Linked DNA regions of Sus scrofa: region 1 is linked to region 2. A link is a contact called in public Hi-C data. All regions are on one chromosome and are shown on one strand. The core of a region is the stretch at or near the end of the contact, and the rest is flanking DNA. Distances in the headings are between cores, read along the strand shown.

Region 1 (6,836 bases), core at 9-2,508, 390 kb before region 2:
ACTCAAGGAGGTCTCTTCTGTGTGTCCCCATCCTTCTCCATCTCATTCCCCCAACAAGAACTCCTGTTCCTCTTGTTCTCGGGACACAGTCCCTCTCTTCCCACTAAAATCTGACTGTTTCTTTTATGCCCTGCCCGTCTCACTGGTGTGCTTAATGCGCCACCCTGCCTGTGTGATGAATTAACCTTCCTTACATACATTCTGCTTCAACCACTGGCCATGGAGGCTTGACTTTGTCTTCTATGTCTCTGAGGATCTGAATTTGCCCACTCATAGATTTCTGAGAGTTTTTGGGCAACAGCTTTAATTTCTGGTCTCCCAACCACCCTTGTACCTCCTGTTGACCGGAATATTTCTTTCAGTCTTTCAGTTAGTTGAATAATTCCTAATTCCTACAAAGCTGATTTATCAAACCATCACCTTCACTACCAAGTAGTGTACTTTTCAAACCTGTTTGCAGGAGTTTCCTCAGAAAAGCCCTAGAAATCTGAGGGCCCTGAGACACATTTTTAATGACACAGAAACCTACTTGATTTTAAAAAATAAAATCCACTTAGGACAAAAATAAACCAGGCAGGTTTCCCTTCCTGCAATATCTTCTCTCCTTGAAACTGTTACGTTTCAGAGCTAGTTTGTTTTAGGAAGCTCTGTTCTGTGGAGCAATAAGTTGTTGTAAGACAAACAGAATAATTTTGTTTTCCATTAGGTCAGTGGTGACAACATTAAGCTTAGCAAGACCATTTTTTGGCCAAGCTTGTAGCATGCAGAAGTTCCCCTGCCAGGGATTGAACCTGGGCCACAGCAGTGACCTGATTCACAGCAATGACAACACTGATCCTCAGCCTCTAGACTACCAGGGAACTCCTCGCAGGACCTTTCTACGAGCACTTCAATTAAAGTTCTGCTCATGTAGTTTTTGCTTTTTTTTTTTTTTTTTTTTTTTTTTTTTAAAGCAAAAAGTAGACTTTTCTTAAGCTGCTTTTACCCTGCAAATGGCCCTGATATCAGAAGTCCACTGGCAGGGTAAAATCAGGTATAAATTATAAAAGGGTTTTATTTGTTTTCAGGAGGACAGTGTTAAATACTCTATATTATCCCCCAGTTTGTTGAAGTGCAGAAGCTGAAAAACAATCTGGGCTTGGAAAGAAACTGCAGTGTCTGAAACTCTCCAGAAGCACTCAGAATGACAGGACCCTTAGCCAATAAAATGTGAGATTCAAGGAACACATTGTCACAACTCAGCGAATAATAAGGAGCAGGTATAAGTATGACATCACTGAAACACATTCCCATTGGCGGTTCCTCTGTGTGCTGGTTACTGTTCTATTTGTGGAAGCAGCAGCCTTATTCAAATTAACCTTTTCAGGCAGAGGGGAGGAGGGAGGTGGTGAGAAATATGCTGCAGTCTTTCCCCTGAAGGTGACGTGCTCTCAAATTCACTTTACATTGCCTTTGAGCAGGCAAAATAAAAATAAATTCAGCTGCGGCAGTGTTTCACAGGGATAATAGCTGCTTGAATTAGATCAGGTCAGTGAAAAGGAATGGGATAGAGGCTGTGGCAGAGTGAAAACAAATTTCTGAATTTTTCTCTTTGCTTTTATTCCTTCCCGCCTTATTATTTCTCCGTGTCTCTTTCCTGGACCTGATCGCTGCATAGACTAAACTTGATATCCCCCCAGTCAGCCATTCGAGGGAAGGATTTCTTTGAATACTCATACCTCCAGCCTGTGATGTCTAGCAGACAGGTCCGATGAACGGATGGTTGCCTGACATGGTAGAAATACTCAGGAGTATGAAGCTGATGAGATAATTTAATCACATTTACTGTCGTCTGTGAGCAACTGTCACTTTCCATCCTGTTTCTGTTACATAACATAGGGCCTCCAGCTACATCACTGATACACAGGAGCGCCCACTCTGTGTTTAACTCCTAGGGCTTTGCTTTCACTTCGGAGAGCCTAGATGTGGGGGCAGTCCCCATGTCTAGTCCCCATCCGGATGGGCTTCCAGAACTTGGCACAACTTTGCACAAATAAAATGCTTTGGGTCTTTGGCCTTATTTCTTTTACATCTTCAAAAAGGATTTCACTCTCTCTTGTCACTGACAAAGATCACTCAGGATACAAACCGTCTAAAACGGTAAACCCTGCTTTCGAGTCCATGTCCTTAAGTAATTTCTTCTTTCTGATATTTCTGTTTTCTTTCCATCCCTTGTCATCTCTTCCTTCCTACCTCAGAATGCCTCTACACAGCATTCCTGTTGTGGCTCAGTGGGTTAAGAACCCAACTAGTATCCATGAGGATGAGGGTTCGATCCCTGGCCTTGCTCGGTGGGTTAAGGATCCGGCGTTGCCTTGAGGCTGTGGTGTAGGTCACAGATGTGGCTCAGATCCGGTGTTGCTGTGACGGTGGCGTAGGCCGGCAGCTGCAGCTCTGATTCAGTCCCTAGCCTGGAAACTTCTATATGCTGAAGGTGTGGCCCTGTGAAGGAAAAACACAAAAATTAAATGCCTCTACTTGACAAATTTTAAAATGCAAGTGAAAAAGTTTCCAGAAAGTTGATGATCAATCTATAGTCTCTGCCACAATGTGGAGTGTCTTAGTCTGTTTGGGCTCCTGTAACAAACTGCCACAGACTGAGTGGCTTATAAACAACAGAAATGTATTTCTCACAGTTCCAGAGGCTGGGAGTCTGAGGTCAGGGTGAGGCGAGGACCTTCTCCAGATGCCGATTTTTCCTTGTTTCCTCCTTGGGTCCCCACATAGTGGAAGGGGTTACGGAGCTCTGTGGGACTCTTTCATGAGGCCCTAATCCCATTCAGGACCCCACCCTCATGATGTAAGCACCTCCCAATAGCCACCTCCCAATACCATCATCTTTGGGGGGGAGTCAGGATTTCAACATTGGGGAGTTCCCATTGTGGCTCAGTGGTAACAAACCCGGCTAGTATCCATGAGGACATGGGTTCGATCCCTGGCCCTGCTCAGTGGGTTGAGGATCTGGTATTGCCATGAGCTGTGGTGTGGGTCGCAGACACAGCTCGGATCCTGCCTTGCTGGGGCTGTTCTGTAGGCTGGCAGCTGCAGCTCTGATTAGACTCTTTGCCTGGGAACTTTCATAGGCTGCAAGTGCAGCCCTAAAAAAAAAAAAAAAAAAAAACGATTTCAACATATGGATTTGAGGTTGAGGAGGAAACACAAATATTCAGACAGAGCATTAGGCAAAAACAGCTATATTTCAGGTCAGAAATAAGTTGCTTTAGGCAAAGAGCTAGCTCCCACTGCTCCAAACATGCTGCACGTTTGCCTGTCCTTAAAGAGATCTGAACCTCTGAGCTCGTCCCTTGCTATTCCTCTAAAAACATTAATAATCTTGTCATCAGACTGTAATGACAATGGCACCAGCATGACACTACATGTTACAATCCCGTTTGGACTCTCTGTACTGGTTTTGCCTAATTTACAAATCCCTTTAAATGGATCTGGGTATTGCAGCAGTTACCAGGTTCTGAGCAAAACTATACAGATTCAGAAAAATAGCTTGTGTGAGGAAGGTTAGAGCACTTCTGAATAAATAATGCACGGAAGGTCAGCCGCGGAGGAGCGCTGGGAAGCGAGCAGGTGTGTGCTGGGGTGATGGGCGCATCCGAGGCAGGAAGGAGGGGGCGTAGACGAAGTCGCTGCCACCCTCACGAACTGGCCCTGCCCAAGCCCTGCCAGCTTTCTGCCAGGAACCACTGAGAACTATTGGCTTTTTCACAAGGAGCTGCTGAAATTCCAGGAACCGGGGGTCTGGAGCAATTTTCAGCACAGCGCTCCGTATGTCGCTGACATCCAGCAGTTCTGTGGACCCAGCTTTCCATTTTCTGATTTTTTACACTTTTCCCTGCCTGATCCCAGCCCTTCCTTGAGAAGGAGACTGTTATGTGGCCCACCTTGGCAAAGCAAGACAGGAGCTCAGAGGTCGCTAGCTTGACCTGGCGCACCACGCGTCTTCCCTCATTCTGCCTGAATGCAGCATTGTTCCCCTGCTGAATGAAGTTTTAGAAAATGACTTTCAGATGCTCCCTTCCCTTTCTGGGGCTGTTTTACCCCCCTGGCCAGTTTGTAATCTCAGAAACCTCATCATCTTTGTTTGGCTCTTGATAAAAATGAAAAGATTCATAAAATAGCATCCTCGATGAGAGGCACTGATACCAGTTGGAAATGTTTCAGCTTAAGACCACTGCCAAATAATCGGACGAGTGCCCTTCCACTGTACTTACGTTTTGAGTTTGTCTATTTGCTGCTTTTGCTGTCACTGTCAAATCCACTGGGTTATTGTAGGCAGTGCCCACAAGTGACTGGGACCCTCTTTATCTGAACTCTGATCAGAAAGCTGCTTGGTTCTCTTCAGGTTTGGTTTGGTTTTTTTTTTTATTCTCCCCTCCCCTAGCCCCCAGCCCCACCTTCAAACCAGAAAAGTAGCTGCTGAAAGCAGAACAGTTGCCATGGCAACCTCTTGGCAGCTTCCTCAGTGAGTAACAGTGTTGATTTCCCGAGGAGGCCGGGCGGGAGGGGGTGGAGCTCTGAGGAGGGAACGGAAGGTTACTGAGCACTTAGTTAATATGCAAAACCACTTACGCAGTGCTGGATGCGCAGTGAATAAGCGCAAACAAAGCCATGCTTGATCAGCTAACATGGACTTTGCACACTAGTTGATCTGTCCAGGGATGCAGATGTTGGCTCCCAGAGAAATGTTGCAATTGGACAGTAAAGGACACTGAGAGGTAATCTGACAAGAGGTTAAACACTATTTTTGTAATGGTTGGTGAATAGAGAAGAAATAAACAGAGGTGAGGTGTAATTGCCTTGCTCCTCTTTGCTTTGTTCAAAGAAAAACATAGCCATCTAAATCACAGGGATGGTGTTTTCTCGGAAAATCTAACATACTGAAGTTCAAGTTTGCATCAATTAAACTCTATGTAAGATAAACCAATATGTTCAGATATAAGCAAGTATAGCATAATTGGGTTTGTGCTGGAACAAAACATACGGCTCAAGTAGCATCTTTCACCTCAGAGTTTTCAGACAAAGAAGCAGCGTGTAGTAACTTGGGGCTGGGAGTGGGGGCGGATACTGTTGGCTCTCTCCTCTCTGCTGCTCTCCTCTCTTTCTCCTGCTCTCTCTCTCTCTAACTTTGAGGGATCCCTGTTTGTTTCCTGGGGGCTGGCCAGGTTGGAAATCAACCCCAGAGAGAGTCCTAGGGAGACTGGAGGGCAGAGTGTCTTGGCAGAGGTCACCTGCAGGAAAAATTAGCAGACTGGCTGTGTGGGCAGAGGAGGCGGCAGCCAGCCCCTTGCCTCTTGGCCTGCAGCTTTGCATGTTAAAGAAGAGGTAGGCGGAAGGAGCCTGCAGCAGTGAGCGGAGGTCTGCCCAGCAGGTGTCACTAGGGATTTAAAGCTTACCAGACCTTTGGGACAAGGCCTAAGAAACAGCCGGAGTGATGATTAATGAGGCTTACCTTAAAATATTTTTGAGAGGTTAGATGTGAAATAATTCCAAGGAGTTTTCCTTCCGAGGGAGATTCAAACGATAGCTACAACTGGCTTTAAATGATTTCTGGACCATTCTCGCCAAGGCTCCATTTCCATTTCGGCACCCCCATTCTAAAACCCAGACAGGGCCATAAAACACACTGAATCCAACACAATGGGGAAATTACAGAGGCAAAGCAAAAGAAGGTGCAGAAAATGATTTTACGGTAGCGATTCCCCTTCACAAAACCAGCTTCTGTGTCCTTACATCACAGACTTTGATTTCACGAGTAATCTCAGGGTGAAGATCAGAGTTCACTGTAAAAATGCAAATGCCCCCGGGGAGTCACTCTAAACATGAGGACAGCTTATATTTTAGCAAGGTTAATATTTGTTAACAAAGCCATATGAAGACTATCTCTACTTTAAAAAAAAAAGTGCATATCAAATGTTATCTGCCTCTTAATTGAAGCAACTAGGAATATGTACATGACCACTTCTTTTAATAATTAAGAGTGCAGAAATTTTGTCTCCCCTGAATACTTTTTTGCTGTTTCCCTTTTTGCCTCGTCTGCCTGGAAGCTCAATATTAAATTTCATCATGAATTTCAGTAGCTTCCCAAGCTTAGATTTTCTTGTATAATTTCTCCTCCATTCGATGCATTATTCAGATAATGCTTTCTTTCCTACCTTGTTTTAATCATGTATCATTTTAACGTATCGGTCCTTTTCACTGTGTCTATCATCTCACATCCATTTTGGTGTGACATACCACTTAGAAGGAAGGGAAGGAGAGAGAGAGAGAAGGAGAAGGAGAGAGGAAAAAGAAGAAATAGCAGGACTCTGTTATCAACACTCAGCACCTTATGATGAATTTGTTAATCACGTTTCTCTTCAGTCACCCTTTGAAAGCTGGAAAGAAGGGAGCTAGAACAGTGGTGTGGGAGTGGCTAAGCGTAAATGTGCATGAGAGCACCCCCCTGCCCCGGGGGCCTAAGAAAACAGCATAAAAACTCTGGGCCTCTGAAATGGTTGCTGAGCTGTGACTGCACGAAAGAAGTACACCTGTTTCAGGGCTTGGCTGAGAATTATCAGGGAATGTTTATCATCCTGGCAGGGCACTTGGCAAAGCATCCTTAGGGGCAGTTTAACTTGCAAACTGAATGAAATCTCTGCCAAGGAGATAGAGTCCCTCCCCTCTCACAGATGAGAGAAACTGAGGTTCAAAGATGGCTTATGGCCTTATGTAACAGGATCAGGACGAGGAACCAGCCCCACACTCACATTTCTGCTTCTGATGGGAACTCCAGCCTGGGAAGA
Region 2 (6,059 bases), core at 3,240-5,739:
TGGGAGATGTTTGAGATTGATATGTTGAAATTTTCATTTGATCAGATCTGCCATGATGCCAAAATTCATTACCTCTTTTTTAAAATTACTTCAACTTTGACAGTAATAGGCGAGTATATCAATTATTTTGCCCTGTTTTCTCCTTTATGGATTTCTCTGTGCAGTACAACTTCCAGAGCTAAAGAAGAAAGGAACTTGCCTGGTATTTCCTTCCACCGTTGCAAAACTGTGATGAATTATTCTGGCCCCATATAAATTAATGTAAGGTTTCCTTACTCCAGTTTATTACTGTCTGACCTCCAACCCAGAGGTCAGAGAATCAGACTGATTAATTCAAGGTCTTGGTCATTATTTCAAAGGAAGGTTTGGAATGGGGGGATAATTGGTTATGCTGATACCCTCATTTAATTATACTCCATTGTTTAAAAAAATGAGGTTAGCTGTACTAAATGTACTACAGTGAAGGCAGGCACTACCAGATGTCCTCTTCTGAATGTTCTGTGGCTGAGTTTCCCTCTCTTTTTTTTATTTGCAGAACATCGACACCTTTGAGAACAGAATGTTAATGCTTGATGGGATGCCGGCAGTCAGAGTCAAAACAGAGCTTTTGGAATCTGAACAAGGGGTAAGCACAGGTTTTGACGACGCCCTGCCCGCTTCTCACTAAGGGAGTGGTCTCTTCCAGAGTGTTCTGAGGTTTGCCGAAATTCCTGACTTTTCACTTGGTGACGCTTTTCTTGCTTGCCTCAGAAATCATCGGCGATCGGGATTGATTCTCACTCCTTTGCAACCTCGCATCCCACTCACTTAGAAAAGATCACATCCTGAAATCAGGACGGCGTAGTGACCCTAGAAGAACCACATGGCTGGTATTTAAATCGGTGAATGCTTCCGAACGCTAATACAAATCCAAAGCAAAGAGGAGGTATTAGAAAATGAGATGGAACTATAACTTCGGTGTGAAAATAGCTTGGTTCGTTCTTATTAAGTTGGGGAATTACAGAGTACAGGTGTGGGAAAGTTGCTGTTGATTGGATGGATTTCTCTTTTGACATTTGTATTTCCCCTTTTTATAGTGGAGGAAATTTAGTTTGAAAAGCACGTAAAAGCCAAAGAAAGCCTACTGAACAATAATATAGCCAAATTGACAAATTAATTTATGGCTACTAAAAGCATAAATACTTAAGAGCACAGCTGGGTTTTTTTAAAAGGATGTAAGTGATTTTATAATTGTTATCATTTATAGCTTCATGAGTTAAAATCATAATCAGTGCAGCCTGATTGCTGGCAGCATTGGTTGATCGGCCACCTTTTGTATTTAAGGGAGAAAGCACTGCCTACCTGTCTTTTTAAACCAGCCTCACGGCGGCAGTATACATGACTGAATAAAAGGACATCAATTAAATAAATATTTAGTCTTAATCTTATTAGTGTATCCCTTAATAAAAAAATTCAAAATAACACATTAGCGGGGCTTCCCATTGTGGCTCAGTGGTAAGGACCCTGACAAGTAACCATGAGGATGTGGGTTCAATCCCTGGCCTCGCTCAGTGGGTTAGGTACCTGGCATTACTGTGGGCTGTGGTGTAGGTTGCAGACACAGCTGGGATCTGGCACTGCTGTGTCTGTGGCGTAGGCCTGCAGCTGCAATTCTGACTCGACCCCTAGCTGGGGGAACTTCCATATGCCGCATGTGTGGCCCCACACAGCAAAAGCAAAAACGCATGAGCAATGTTTTGTCATTGAGCAATCCAAAGAAATTTCAAGTGTGCTTAAAATCTCGCTGGTGGAAAAATCAAATGCCTGAGTTCTTCTGGGACCCCATTCAAGAGGTTAGGCCACTGATGTACCAAAAGGATTTAAGGATGCGGACAGCCAAGGGCAAGGATCTCGATGGTGGGTAGCATGTAGAGGGCTTCTGCAGTAACTTCCCCATTCCTGACTACTATTTGGCAGAGGGCGAGGCATCTCATAAAGTATTTCTCTTCAGTGTAAGCCAGTGTCTGAAGCAGATCCCCGTCATGTAGAAGCTGCCATTTCCTCACGTTCAGTGTAGGCTGTGGTAGCTCTGCAATGGACTTGGTGGAGTTTGTGACGTAATGACTGACTCACAGAGATTCAGCTGCAGACTTGGGCAGTAGGACATCATGAAAGAAATGACCACGTGGCGGTTATTAATATTATTTGTTCATTGTTGACAAATCTTCAGAAAAGGTCATATATTCACCTGGATATTCTAGCCTGAGCCTCATCACGTTAAACTCTGTATTCTCCAAATTAAGCAGGTTTTTTTTTTTTTTTTAACCTTTTTTGTTTAAACTAATTGCTGAAGGATGTGTTTTATTTTTGTGGAGTTCTGTTTTCTTTCCTTTTTTTTTTTTTGGCTGTGCCAAACCGCAAGCAGGGGTTTCTAGGCCACGGATCGAACCTGCACCACAGCAGTGACCAGAGACACATTTGCAACAATACCAGATCCTTAACCACTGGGCTACCAGGGAATTCCAAGAGTTCTTTTTCCTATTTCCTTTTTTGTCTTTTCTAGGGCTGCACCCTTGGCATATGGAGGTTCCTAGGTTAGGGGTCTAATCAGAGCTGTAGCCACCGGCCTACGCCAGAGTCACAGCAGTGGGAGATGCGAGCCATGTCTGCAACCTACACCACAGCTCACAGCAAAGCCTGATCCTTAACCCGCTGAGTGAGACCAGGGATCGAACCCACAACCTCATGGTTCCTAGTCGGATTCGTTAACCGCTGAGCCATGATGGGAACTCCAAGTTCCGTTTTCTTAATCAAAATGTGTTTGCATCAGTTGAATAAAATAAGTTTCTGCACACTGTGTTTAACAAATCATATAGACCCGGGCATCTCATTTAGAGAAGACAGCCTGATGGAAAAGTGCAAACAGTATATTTCACAATGTTGCTTTTATTTCACGGTATGTTCTTCAGCTTGAATAGCAGTAAATCTGTTCAAGTCATCGATGTTGGAGGAAGGCAGAAAAGTACAGAACATCAGCCAGAATATACTACCTAGGCTGTTAGTTAAAGCCAGCCTAGGGTGTGGTTGTCACCAGTCTGGACAACCTCTAAGGACATCCAAATACTTCTCTCCCCTTTACTGTCATTTTTCAGTTTTATGGTAAAGTTTGCATGAAAGATTTAGGTGCATAAAAAACAAAAGCCAATATTCCCTGGGGTTTTACAATGTGAGTAAGAAACTCTTGTCACATTATTTATAGAAGGTATTTTTCTGTTCTCAAATAGGGACAGGAAAAATTGTAGGTTCTAGGTTTTACTTCATGCACGTTCGTAAGAATCAATTTTCCTCCTTGTGAATGGAGCTGATGTTGGTAGTTTAATCCTAATTTAGATTGTGTATGTTGGAGGGGAGTAGAAACTTGATTTTTTTTCTTATTCTTTGTATGTACTTTTTAAAAATACATGACAGATATAATTGCATTCTTTTTTACAGGAAAGCTTTAAGAGAAGCAGAGCACAGTATTTAATGAAATGTATTATCACTTGATTATTTATAGAACATAATTATTTGTATTGAGTCATTTGTAATACTCTCAACCAGCTCTTCTTTAAAGAGATAAAAGCTAGAATGTTAGTGAAATTCATTTTTGGTCCTTTTACTAGACTTTTTCATTGAGGATAATGGGATGGGTGAGAATACTGTGTAGTGTTCAGAATCTCAGAACTACTTTCAGATAGGGAGCGCTGGAAGGTCTGAAGATGTCGTCATTTCCATCTTACAGAACTCTCTCCTCATTGAGTATTAAAGGCTACTTGAACTTTGATTCTTCATAAGAAAATGTATACATATTGGTGACATCAAAAGACTCACATGTATGAGGCGTTCCCGTCATGGCTCAGTGGTTAACGATCTTGACTAGGACCCATGAGGACGAGAGTTGGATCCCTGGCCTTGCTCAGTGGGTTAAGGATCCGGTGTTGCTGTGAGCTGTGGTGTAGGTCGAAGATGCGGCTCAGATCCTGCGTTGCTGTGGCTGTGGTGTAGACCATCAGCTGTAGCTCCAGTTTGACCCCTAGCCGGGGGAACGTCCTCATGCCATGGCTGTGGCCCTAAAAAGACAAAAGACAAAAAATAAAAAAAAATACCCCCCCCCCACCAACTCCCCCCCAAAAAAAACCAGACATTCACATGTGTGATTATGGGCTTTTAAAAAAGATGACCTATTAGTTGCAGTGAACAAAAAGTTGTAGATGTGTAACTTTGCATCATGACAGTGAATGGGAAAGCCTGAAACGGATGCATTGATGGGATTCTGTAATCACTGTGGAAACCTAGTTTTCAGACTCTTCCGTCCATGTTTAGGGGAAGGAGAGTAAGTCTGTCTTTCAGGCTGCAGGCAGCATTATAAAGATCTGCTACTTGACGTGGCCTTCCTATCTCAGGGCACCGCAAAAGCACCTGTTCCTTCTCTCTTTCTTGCTATAAATAGTCCCTTAGTTCTTCTCTGTCAGCTGGTCTCTCCATGTGGTCCCTCCCACCCCGCCAAGGAATTCAGGACCTGATGAGCACATTTCAGAGCTTAAAGAAAGAACTGTGGAGCAGACTTTCTCTCGAACATTCTGGCTGCCTTGCCTCATTCTCGTCCTAGTTTTGTGTGTGTATTTGGCCTCGTCTCTTTAATCAGATCCTAAGCTCTTAGAGGGCAAGAACTATTTCTTATATTTCCCTTGTAGCTCCTGGCACCTGGTAGGTGCTCCGTAAATACATGCTTTATTCAGCTTGTGCAGGCATTATAACTGGCCTGGTGCAAAATAGGAAGCCAGGCAGTAGCCAGTTGTAAACCTGCTCTGTCTCCCTTATAGGGTTATTGCAAACATAACAATAAACATTGAAAATAACAGAGTCCCATGGGTGGCAGCCTTCATCTTGTTGCTGTGTGAACTGGGTAGATAAGAGTGGTTCATTCAGACCTCCTCTCTGCACCTTCCTTCTGTTTGGCACCCTTTGTTTGGTGGTCGTTAAGGCGATTGTTATTGCCGTCTCCTGCAAAGTGATTTCACATTTCTTCAGGCTTGTGGGTAATACAGCACATGTAGCCACATGATCCATGGCCAGGGCACATGTTCTCACGATGGACTTTGGGGGCGACTCTGTCTGTGACCTTTGGTGCTCTGTGTCCTGCTGTGACAAGAGCGTCCCAGTGCTGGCAGCCTTTGGATGTGCTCACACATTAGGAAGCATAGGACTGAGACAGGAAGAGGAATATTCAGAAATGAGGTTGTGTGCCTGGAGTGGGTACCAGCTCAAAGACAGAAAACGTATGATGTTGTCCCTGGCCCTGTAGCTTACCAGCCTGAGTGGCATGGGGAAGTGACTTCTGTCTCCAGGCTTCTGTGTCTTCGTCTGTGCAGTAGGGGTGTTGGAGCCGAGGCCTTCCACATTCAATCTGATGTTAGGCCAGGAGTGAGAGAAAGCATTTCCAGTCATGAGTCCAACAGCCAGCCTGCAGCAAAGCGACCTGCATGCGGAAGCAGAAATGCACAGACTTTCAGGTCAGGCAGACCTGAGTTCACATGCTTCAGCCAGGGTCCCAGAGGGCCCTAGAGGTAGGACAAAAGAGCCTAATGGTTTTGTCCCTGAAGGCAGTTTGCAGGAGCTTTGGCCACCTGTTGTGAGGGACTTTCATAACAAGGTGTGGAAGGCGTTTCTGTATTACAGAGAACTGTCTCCTACCATGTAGGCCACAAAGAAGTCACTTCCTTGAGAACAGAGCTGATGTGTTAGGTTCCTCGTTATTCCTCATCGTCCCCAGCACAGGGAGCTGATTGTTAGGCAGGGCTCAGCAAATAGCGATCAGTTCAGATGCTCTTTATTCTAAGTGGGAGCCAGTGTCACACTAGAATTGAGAGGATTTTGAGACAGGTGCCATTTGCCAAAGCCCCCAATTCTTTTTTTGTTTAATTATTTTTAAACATTGAAGTATAGTTGATACACAGTATTGTGCCATTTGCTGTTTACTGCAAAGTGACCCAGACATTCACATACAGACATTTTTTCCTTATATTATCTTCCATCTTGTT

Evidence for each region. A called contact is a pair of places that touch in the nucleus more often than the background predicts.
Region 1: a Hi-C map of fetal skeletal muscle shows a contact between it and region 2, with 2.1 times the contacts expected there. The contact joins two enhancer-like sites. A contact is called at or near these places in 7 of 47 Hi-C or Micro-C datasets (brain, embryonic fibroblasts, fetal heart ventricle and 4 more) and 1 of 2 datasets of contacts at active chromatin or transcription factors (skeletal muscle).

What each region holds. Positions count from the first base shown.
Region 1 is chr11:46,631,168-46,638,003 of Sscrofa11.1, reverse strand. It overlaps LOC110255761 (a long non-coding RNA gene), which reads right to left and starts at 5,079. Exons shown (of 3, transcript XR_002336561.1): 1 at 4,266-5,079. It also overlaps a transcript of KLF12 not described here. Within about 2 kb of position 1,258, at least 30 of the 83 cell types and tissues checked have an H3K27ac peak or open chromatin away from gene starts, as enhancers often do. A contact at or near this core is called in fetal skeletal muscle and skeletal muscle, where this site is marked.
Region 2 is chr11:46,250,106-46,256,164 of Sscrofa11.1, reverse strand. It overlaps KLF12 (Kruppel like factor 12), which reads left to right. Exons shown (of 7, transcript NM_001134347.2): 2 at 536-625. Among named protein-coding and RNA genes, the nearest start is that of KLF12, 55 kb to the left of the region's middle. Within about 2 kb of position 4,489, at least 7 of the 83 cell types and tissues checked have an H3K27ac peak or open chromatin away from gene starts, as enhancers often do. A contact at or near this core is called in fetal skeletal muscle and skeletal muscle, where this site is marked.